2 separate regions of the Zea mays genome follow, and region 2 is linked to region 1. The links are chromatin contacts, called in public Hi-C maps. All regions are on one chromosome and are shown on one strand. Each heading gives the region's core, a stretch centred on a gene start, on an enhancer-like site or on the middle of the called end of the contact. The rest is flanking DNA. Distances are from core to core; before and after follow the strand shown. Region 1 overlaps LOC100272642. Region 2 holds the start of LOC103631300 (transmembrane 9 superfamily member 7).

Evidence for each region. A called contact is a pair of places that touch in the nucleus more often than the background predicts.
Region 2: a contact with region 1 is called in a Hi-C map of ear, with 2.4 times the contacts expected there. The contact joins the promoter of LOC103631300 here to the enhancer-like site in region 1. A contact is called at or near these places in 3 of 25 Hi-C or Micro-C datasets (ear, leaf and tassel).

The regions. Positions count from the first base shown.
Region 1 is chr6:114,098,678-114,102,234 of Zm-B73-REFERENCE-NAM-5.0, reverse strand. LOC100272642 reads right to left here. Exons shown (of 7, transcript NM_001352563.1): 6 at 2,154-2,326; 7 at 1,365-1,929. The coding sequence ends at 1,929. Among protein-coding and RNA genes, the nearest start is that of LOC100272642, 16 kb to the right of the region's middle. Within about 2 kb of position 1,609, at least 8 of the 20 cell types and tissues checked have an H3K27ac peak or open chromatin away from gene starts, as enhancers often do. A contact at or near this core is called in ear and leaf, where this site is marked.
Region 2 is chr6:114,413,984-114,417,540 of Zm-B73-REFERENCE-NAM-5.0, reverse strand. It overlaps LOC103631300 (transmembrane 9 superfamily member 7), which reads right to left and starts at 1,531. Exons shown (of 13, transcript XM_020540054.1): 1 at 1,518-1,531; 2 at 1,322-1,370; 3 at 620-790. The coding sequence starts at 1,531. It overlaps LOC100282598 (vacuolar ATP synthase subunit B), which reads right to left. Exons shown (of 15, transcript NM_001155506.2): 11 at 2,473-2,555; 12 at 2,231-2,278; 13 at 2,101-2,154; 14 at 1,910-1,993; 15 at 1,263-1,784. The coding sequence ends at 1,599.

The sequences.
Region 1 (3,557 bases), core at 360-2,859:
TAAAAATATGCACAAATTAAAACTTATAATCAAGATCAAGTTCAACCCTTATGCATATTTGTGTAAATAAAAGTTTTGCGCCCTTTTCAATCCTATGCTATAATTGCAACGCTAGTAATGTAAATGATTAAAAATAATTGCTCAAATATAAATGTTTAATGTAAAGAAAGGATTAAGAATGTCTCGATATTTTGATAAGATATCAGAGAGTTGACACTCTCCACTAGTCCTTGTTGAAGCACCCACGAAGAAGTGTCGCACCCCCTTGGCCTGTGCAAGGACCAAGTGTTTTCTATGAGCTAGTTCTTCGTCTCTTCAACATGGTAAACCGCTCACAACCGTATACAAACTTAAGTTAGATCACCCACAAGCTCTCTAGATGGTCGTTGCACTCCTGATTGCTATCGAACCATCTAAATGACGCCAATCATCAAGAGTAACAAGCACAAACTTCTCACTTAACCTTATCAAGGCTAATGAGAATAATGGGCACGCACTAGCTACTCTCAATGTGTTAATGAGACTGCTAATCAAGTGATTATCAACTATAGTCTCTCACTAGGCAAAGTCTCTTGCTCACACTCAAATAGGTTTCTTCAGCTGTTAGAATGGCTAGAATGGATGAATTGGGGTGTATTTATAGCCTCTAAGCTACCAACTAGTCATTATAATAACTCTAGGCAAAATTTGTAGTTGTCAGACCACCCGACGACCGGACATTGGACCATTCTCCTAGATCCAACGAGACACAACAGTCATTGTGTCCTTCATGTGTCAAACATAGTTGTTAGAGTATTCCACATACATCGTATGGTTCGACGCGCTTATAGAAAGAAGCTTGGATGAATTGCACCGTATGATCCGACAACCCTAGTCAAACTAGTCTGACGCACGCTAGGACACTCTGTCTAGACTCATTCATAATAGTTCGACGACCATGTTCATAAGGTACGATGATCATGCTCTCTCTATCATTCTATGTGGAGGCGTCAGACCATCTCCATTGATCCGACGACCGTGATTATCAAGGTCCAATGCCTCTAAAACCTCCCAAACACTTTCAGAGTCAAAATCTTTTTGAATGGGGTTTGTTCTAAGCACTTGTTAAGCCTCATCCAGCTAACTATAGTTAAAGACAACTAGTGCAGCAGACTACACTTACTAGATTCACCTATGTCAAGCTACTAGTTCAATCCTCCATTCATACTATAGTGAAAAGAAAAAAAACAAAGTTTTAAAATCTTTGTACACTAATTTACACTTAGAACTAGCCTATCCTTAATCTCGACATCTATCCTTGAAAAGTGAAACGACTTTCATACTGAGTAATATAAAAATCATTGATTGCTTAAACAATCGTTATTATTATTAACCTGACTTAAATTATCTCTACAAAACATACATTAGTTAAAATAATCTTATGTTGTCATTAATAACCAAAACAACAAACAGTCTACCAAAACTTAGAAAGAGTTCTAACTTTCATAATTCACCTCTTAGAAGTTACGATCTTTTTAATCTCGTCCATCTCCCTTTCAAACGTCACGGTCCTTCGCCTCCCACGTCCTCATCGGCGTGCTGAACTCTATGCCAAAGCAGGCTTACTCATCCAGATCCAGCATGGCATTAGCACCGGTTGGCATGGGCGCGGCATGGTGACTGACCTTATACAGTGATGTCCTATATGAAAGCATTGCAAAAGCCTAGTGTACAACGATGTCTACACATAAAAAGTGAAATCATCTTTAACAGCCTGGGCAACGTTCGACGATGAGCCGACGTAGGTTGAACGACCAGGTTGAGTCAAAACAGAAACGAAAAATCTCACCTAGCAAGGCATCACAATACAGACACAACAGAACATCGGGTCCATTTCCTGCATCTTCCCCTCGTCTCTTCTCTTTTTTTTTTAGCCACACCTGTTTTTTCCTGAAAAAAAACAAAAGCAGAATATATTTTGGGACAATTCTATTGCAGCTTCTCTTCTCTGCTATCTCAGAATCATACAGAATGGGGGTACAAGAGGAGAAAAAAATCTCAACACCAAAGAATGAGAGGTGCTACAGAGCGGCTAGAGGGAACACATTTTTGAAGATCTACAGGCAGACGGCAGACGCTGCGGTAGAGAAGTTAAAAGAAGCCAACATGCTTACTACAAAAAGTAGTCTGGTGTCTTGCGCGTCATGTCCGGCTCAATTTGCCTCGGAGCTGGGTCGAATTGGAGGAAGTTCTGATCCATGTTCTCGCCAATTTCGAGGATGGCAGCCATGTTTCCGCATCGGTAGCAGTAGTTAGGCGCGCTGAACACTGTCACAACGTTCTTATCCTGCATCACGCAACCAGCAAAAAAAAAGACTCAAGATTCTATTCCATGTAATAAGCAGTGGTTTGCCAAGGCCTGCGATGGATGGAGAAACGCACAACTCACATAATACTATAATAGGTAAGAGAAAACAGATGTGCTACGAGTCTGCTTGGATTTAGCCTGTATCTAGGCTAGTGCAATGCAGTCAACTTGGGTTTGGTTGCCCAAAGACCTTATCCCTCTAGGTCATGTTCGGTTCTACCCCCAATCCATATAGATTGAGGGGGATTGAGCGGGTTTCAATCCCTAATAAGTCAAAATCTCTCCCAATTCGTATCAATCTCCTCCAATCCATATGGATTGAAAATAACCGAACAAGCACTTACATGGATAAATCATCATTTGTTGCAATGTCATTGTTTCTGAGCAAGATGATGTAACAGAGTGATTCATATATTTTTCATAAATAAACGACAACAAAGCCTTTTAATCCCAAACAAGTTTGGATAGGTTTTGGATAGGTAGAGTTAAACCAAACAAAAGCCATAAGTCAAGGTTCACGCTTAATGTTTGGGTATATTCCATCCTCTTTCCTTTTATTGTCTCTTTCCATATCAACTTCAGCCTTCCTTGCGTCTTATTATCCCACTATGCACTAGTCCTCTAGAGGTCTCAGTTGGACATACCCAAAACATCTCAACCAGTATTGGACAAGCTTTTCTTAAATTTGTGCTACCCTAACCTATCATGTATATCATCGTTTCGAACTCAATACTCCACAAATCCAACACAGCATTCGCATTTTTGCAACACTTATTCTCATAAATGAACACTTCAGCAATCTTCTCTTTCATAGAATAATTTTGTCCTCTGTTAGTGAATAAATTATGCTAGTATGCTTAGAAACAATGCAATCCAACTGCTAAAACTTTAGCGCTACGATGGTGTTTGGTGATGTTAAGTCAGAGTTGGAATGGAATCATATGACACTGTAATCAGAGCTGGAATGGGTGATTGCGATCTTTGTTTGGTTTTTAATGTAAACCATATCACATGCGAAGAGTTGATGTTCCTACTACCACAGTATGCAACTGGACCAGTCAAACCCACCTTATGCACTTTGGAGTTGGAGATGGAGAAGATGAAAGTGATTTAAGGGCCAGTTTGGTAGAGCCCCTCCCGCTCCAGATTTTCTGTGGAACCTGATTCTCTTGTGAAAAGTGATTATTTGATTCTCCATGATTTACTAATA
Region 2 (3,557 bases), core at 282-2,781, 320 kb before region 1:
GCAGCATGTGCAGACTTGTGAGTCATGAGTGACAAGTGATCTATTCTACCCCATACACCAACTAGCTAATGAAACTTGTTGTCAATGTCAAAGACAAAATGACACGATAAATTGAGCATCAACATGTACAAGAAAAACATTGTATGCATAATCAAGCATACAGATAGATAACAAACATGAAAGCACCAGAAACATATTTCCCCAAAAAAATATGTAATTATCGAGACCACCACTGCAAGGTATCCAAAATGCAAATCCTACGCTAATGCCCTCACTGCATCGAAAAACACATGTTACCCGTACCGCCAACGAAAAGGCGGGCGATCAAAGATAGGATGGGGGCATGGCGCGCCGCATCACTTCTTCCCACGCCGAAACACGTAGACACACCAATGTTGACATCCATCCTTCCATACTTCGTATCCCTGAACCCTAAACCACGCGCCTACCCGCTACTCCCCCGCGCATCCCGAAAGCAAGATCTGAGACTGATCATCCAAACACTGCCAGATCCGCGGGCGCCAACAGCCGCGAGGGAAGACCTAGCCTTGGATTCGACCGGGAGTGGAAGCGGAGAAACATGCGGGCGAGAAGCCGGGGAATGAGGTCGATTGATCACCTTCTGGAAGTTATGGGGAGCGACGCCGGGGAGGACGCGAAATAGAGCGCGGCGGCAGCGATTAAGATGAGGAGGTGGCAGGGGCGCGGGCCTCTGTCGTGGGTCGCCATGGTTGGCGTCCCGGAAGCGGATGGGTGGAGAAAGGAGTGTGATGAGCAAGGGAGGCGCTGGCTGGTGAGGAAGTGCGAGTAGTTCAGTAGACGGGACAAGCGGGCCGAGGGAGCTGTGATTATACGAGCACCATTAATCTATGGAATTGGATGATAGTGAGTCACTATATCAAGTTAAAATTTATCGTAATACACTTTAATACACATAAAATTAAAATAACCGAATAATACCTAAAACATATAGAATTAAAATAACCGAATAAGGACTAAAAAATTTGAAATCTCTTCCGTTCCAAAAGTATTTAATTAAGGACAGACTATGTACTCCAGCTGTGGTTGTGGCTTCTACAATATTTTATCTCTACTGATTGCCGAGTATGAACAGCTGCAGCGGCAGTGCCAGCCGAACAGGTTAGTCCGTTTTTGCTAAGAAAAAGCATTTTCTTCTCTTCACGTCAAAGAATTCTCATCAAAACTGAGCCCTCAGATAACAACTTCGCACACATTAGACAGAACTTCTGGTGAGGCAGTAGCACATATTTCGCAGCAGTTTATTGCCCCTTCTTTATTCACCATTCACAAATGTACATACAGCCAGTTGTGTTCGAGCATCCTGGTCCAGAATGCTCTTGCTAACAGTTCTGGAAGGTGAAAGAAAACAAATAACTGAAATTTAACCATAGTCCACAGATGACACAATATCACAAATATTGCCGTGACCGCGAGTCATCTACGAAAAACTTGCGCTCATCAACAGAAAAGAATTGGACCTGACTACACATAAATACAGGGAAAAGGCCATGAAGCCAATCTGTTCAATTTATTCAACACTTGCCAAACTATTGGAACACTGATCAACGATCAGTGATTCAGTGGGAGGCATCTCTGCTATAGTACTGGTCCAAGGTCTTCGCCGGGATACGGTGGAGAAGTTCGCGAGGGAAGATCCGAAGCAATGTCCATGCAAGATCTAGTGACTGGAAGATGTTCCGTGTGTCGTATGCTCCTTGTGTCACAAACTTCCTCTCAAACTTGTCAAGGAACTCTAAGTAAAGCTGAGCAAGAAGTAACAGAACATTAGGTTTTGGACATCTGAAAAAGAACTAACTTAGGGCTTGTTCGGTTACGTCTGCACGCAACCCGAACAAGCCCTTAGGAATTTATTTCACTCGAAACAGACCAGATCCTCAGACGAGAGTGCCTCCTCTCCAACGACTGCCTTCATGGCCTGAACATCCTTTCCAATTGCGTAGTTGGCATAAAGCTGAAAGAGAAAACAGCAGATGTCAATTCATCTTGCACATCATGTCTGAAGGGTAGCAAAGACTATGGACTCCCTTATCAAAAATAACATGGACTCATAGTATGTACCTGATTAGACACATCCGAATGGTCTCTACGTGTCATGCCCTCACCAATAGCACTCTGCAGGAGTTGTTAAGTGGTTCTTACAACTAACCTTCAACATAAATGCTGAAAACATACAGAAAACTTATCTTACCTTCATCAATCGAGATAGAGATGGCAGGACATTGATAGGTGGATAAATCTGAAATAAAATAAAATGTGATCACATCAACACAGATAAGCTATCAAGGTAGTAAAAAATAAACAAATACTTCATATTCTATATCAAATATGAGAAAATAAGAAATGCTAAATTTAGTTATAAATAATTCCAGACCTGCCGCATGTGAAGGTATAACATTAGATAACTCAAGAATAAAAGACAAAGAAAAGCACCTGTCTGTTATGGAGCTGCCTATCAATGTATATCTGTCCCTCAGTAATGTATCCAGTAAGGTCCGGAGTTGGGTGTGTGATATCTGTTTTAGGAGTAGATTACAATATTAGCCATGGTATACTTGCGTTAAATGGCCAACAATTTTTTTCTCCTCGAAAACACAGGAGAGCTGTGTTTTATTATATTAAGAAGCAAACAAGGTCCTGAAATGGGCCGCTACAAATGGGTGGCAATTTACGGCAAAATCGCCAACAAAATGATATAGATGGTAAATAAATCATGAGGCCAACATGCTATAAATGGTCCATTTTGGACGTTTTCTTTTCTGGGATATATCAATGTAACTGTCCAGACGTGTGGTTAGATATAGTTGTGTTATTTATGAGCTTGTTTTTATTTAATATCAACTATATATTGCACCGTTCTATGTACTTGTAGCCAGTTCAATTCAATCCAAAACTATTGAACCGGCAGTTGAATTGGTCCTTGACTTTATTTTTGAAAGGGGTTCTCGACAGTTGAGCCAGTGAAACAGTGGACTACGTCCTTGCTGGTTCAACGACCAATCTGGTCCTAATAACTATGTTTAAATGGAGTGTCTCCAAAATGCTCAGAAGATAAATGTACAAAACCAATAACAATACGTCACATAGTATAATTATATAATAAAAAAAGGCAGACCTAGTGCCGGAGGCTCTAAGTGGGGTCTGGGGAAGGGATAAACATCAACTTTAGTCGCCATCTCCTATATCTGGTTTACTTATAAGCTTTATAGGGTATGCCTTATATACCGCGTTTGGGCAACCCCCTCATTGCATGGATTAGGCTCCCGTGAATCAACTGGCAGCAGTACCCTGCCTAAAACCTGGTGGGAGGTTTGGGAGCAGTTTTAACAGATAAAATGTCCAAAGGCTCCACCATTGGTTGATTCTGCATATGTCCGAATCCAATGCAACAAAGCCTATTGAACGCATAAAAGCCAGATTAAATAACAAAGTCAGTGTTTCTTAAGCAGGTATCAGCCACGACAATCATTGAATTGGGCAACCCCGTAGGTAGTCTGGACCAACTTTTTATGGGGGGG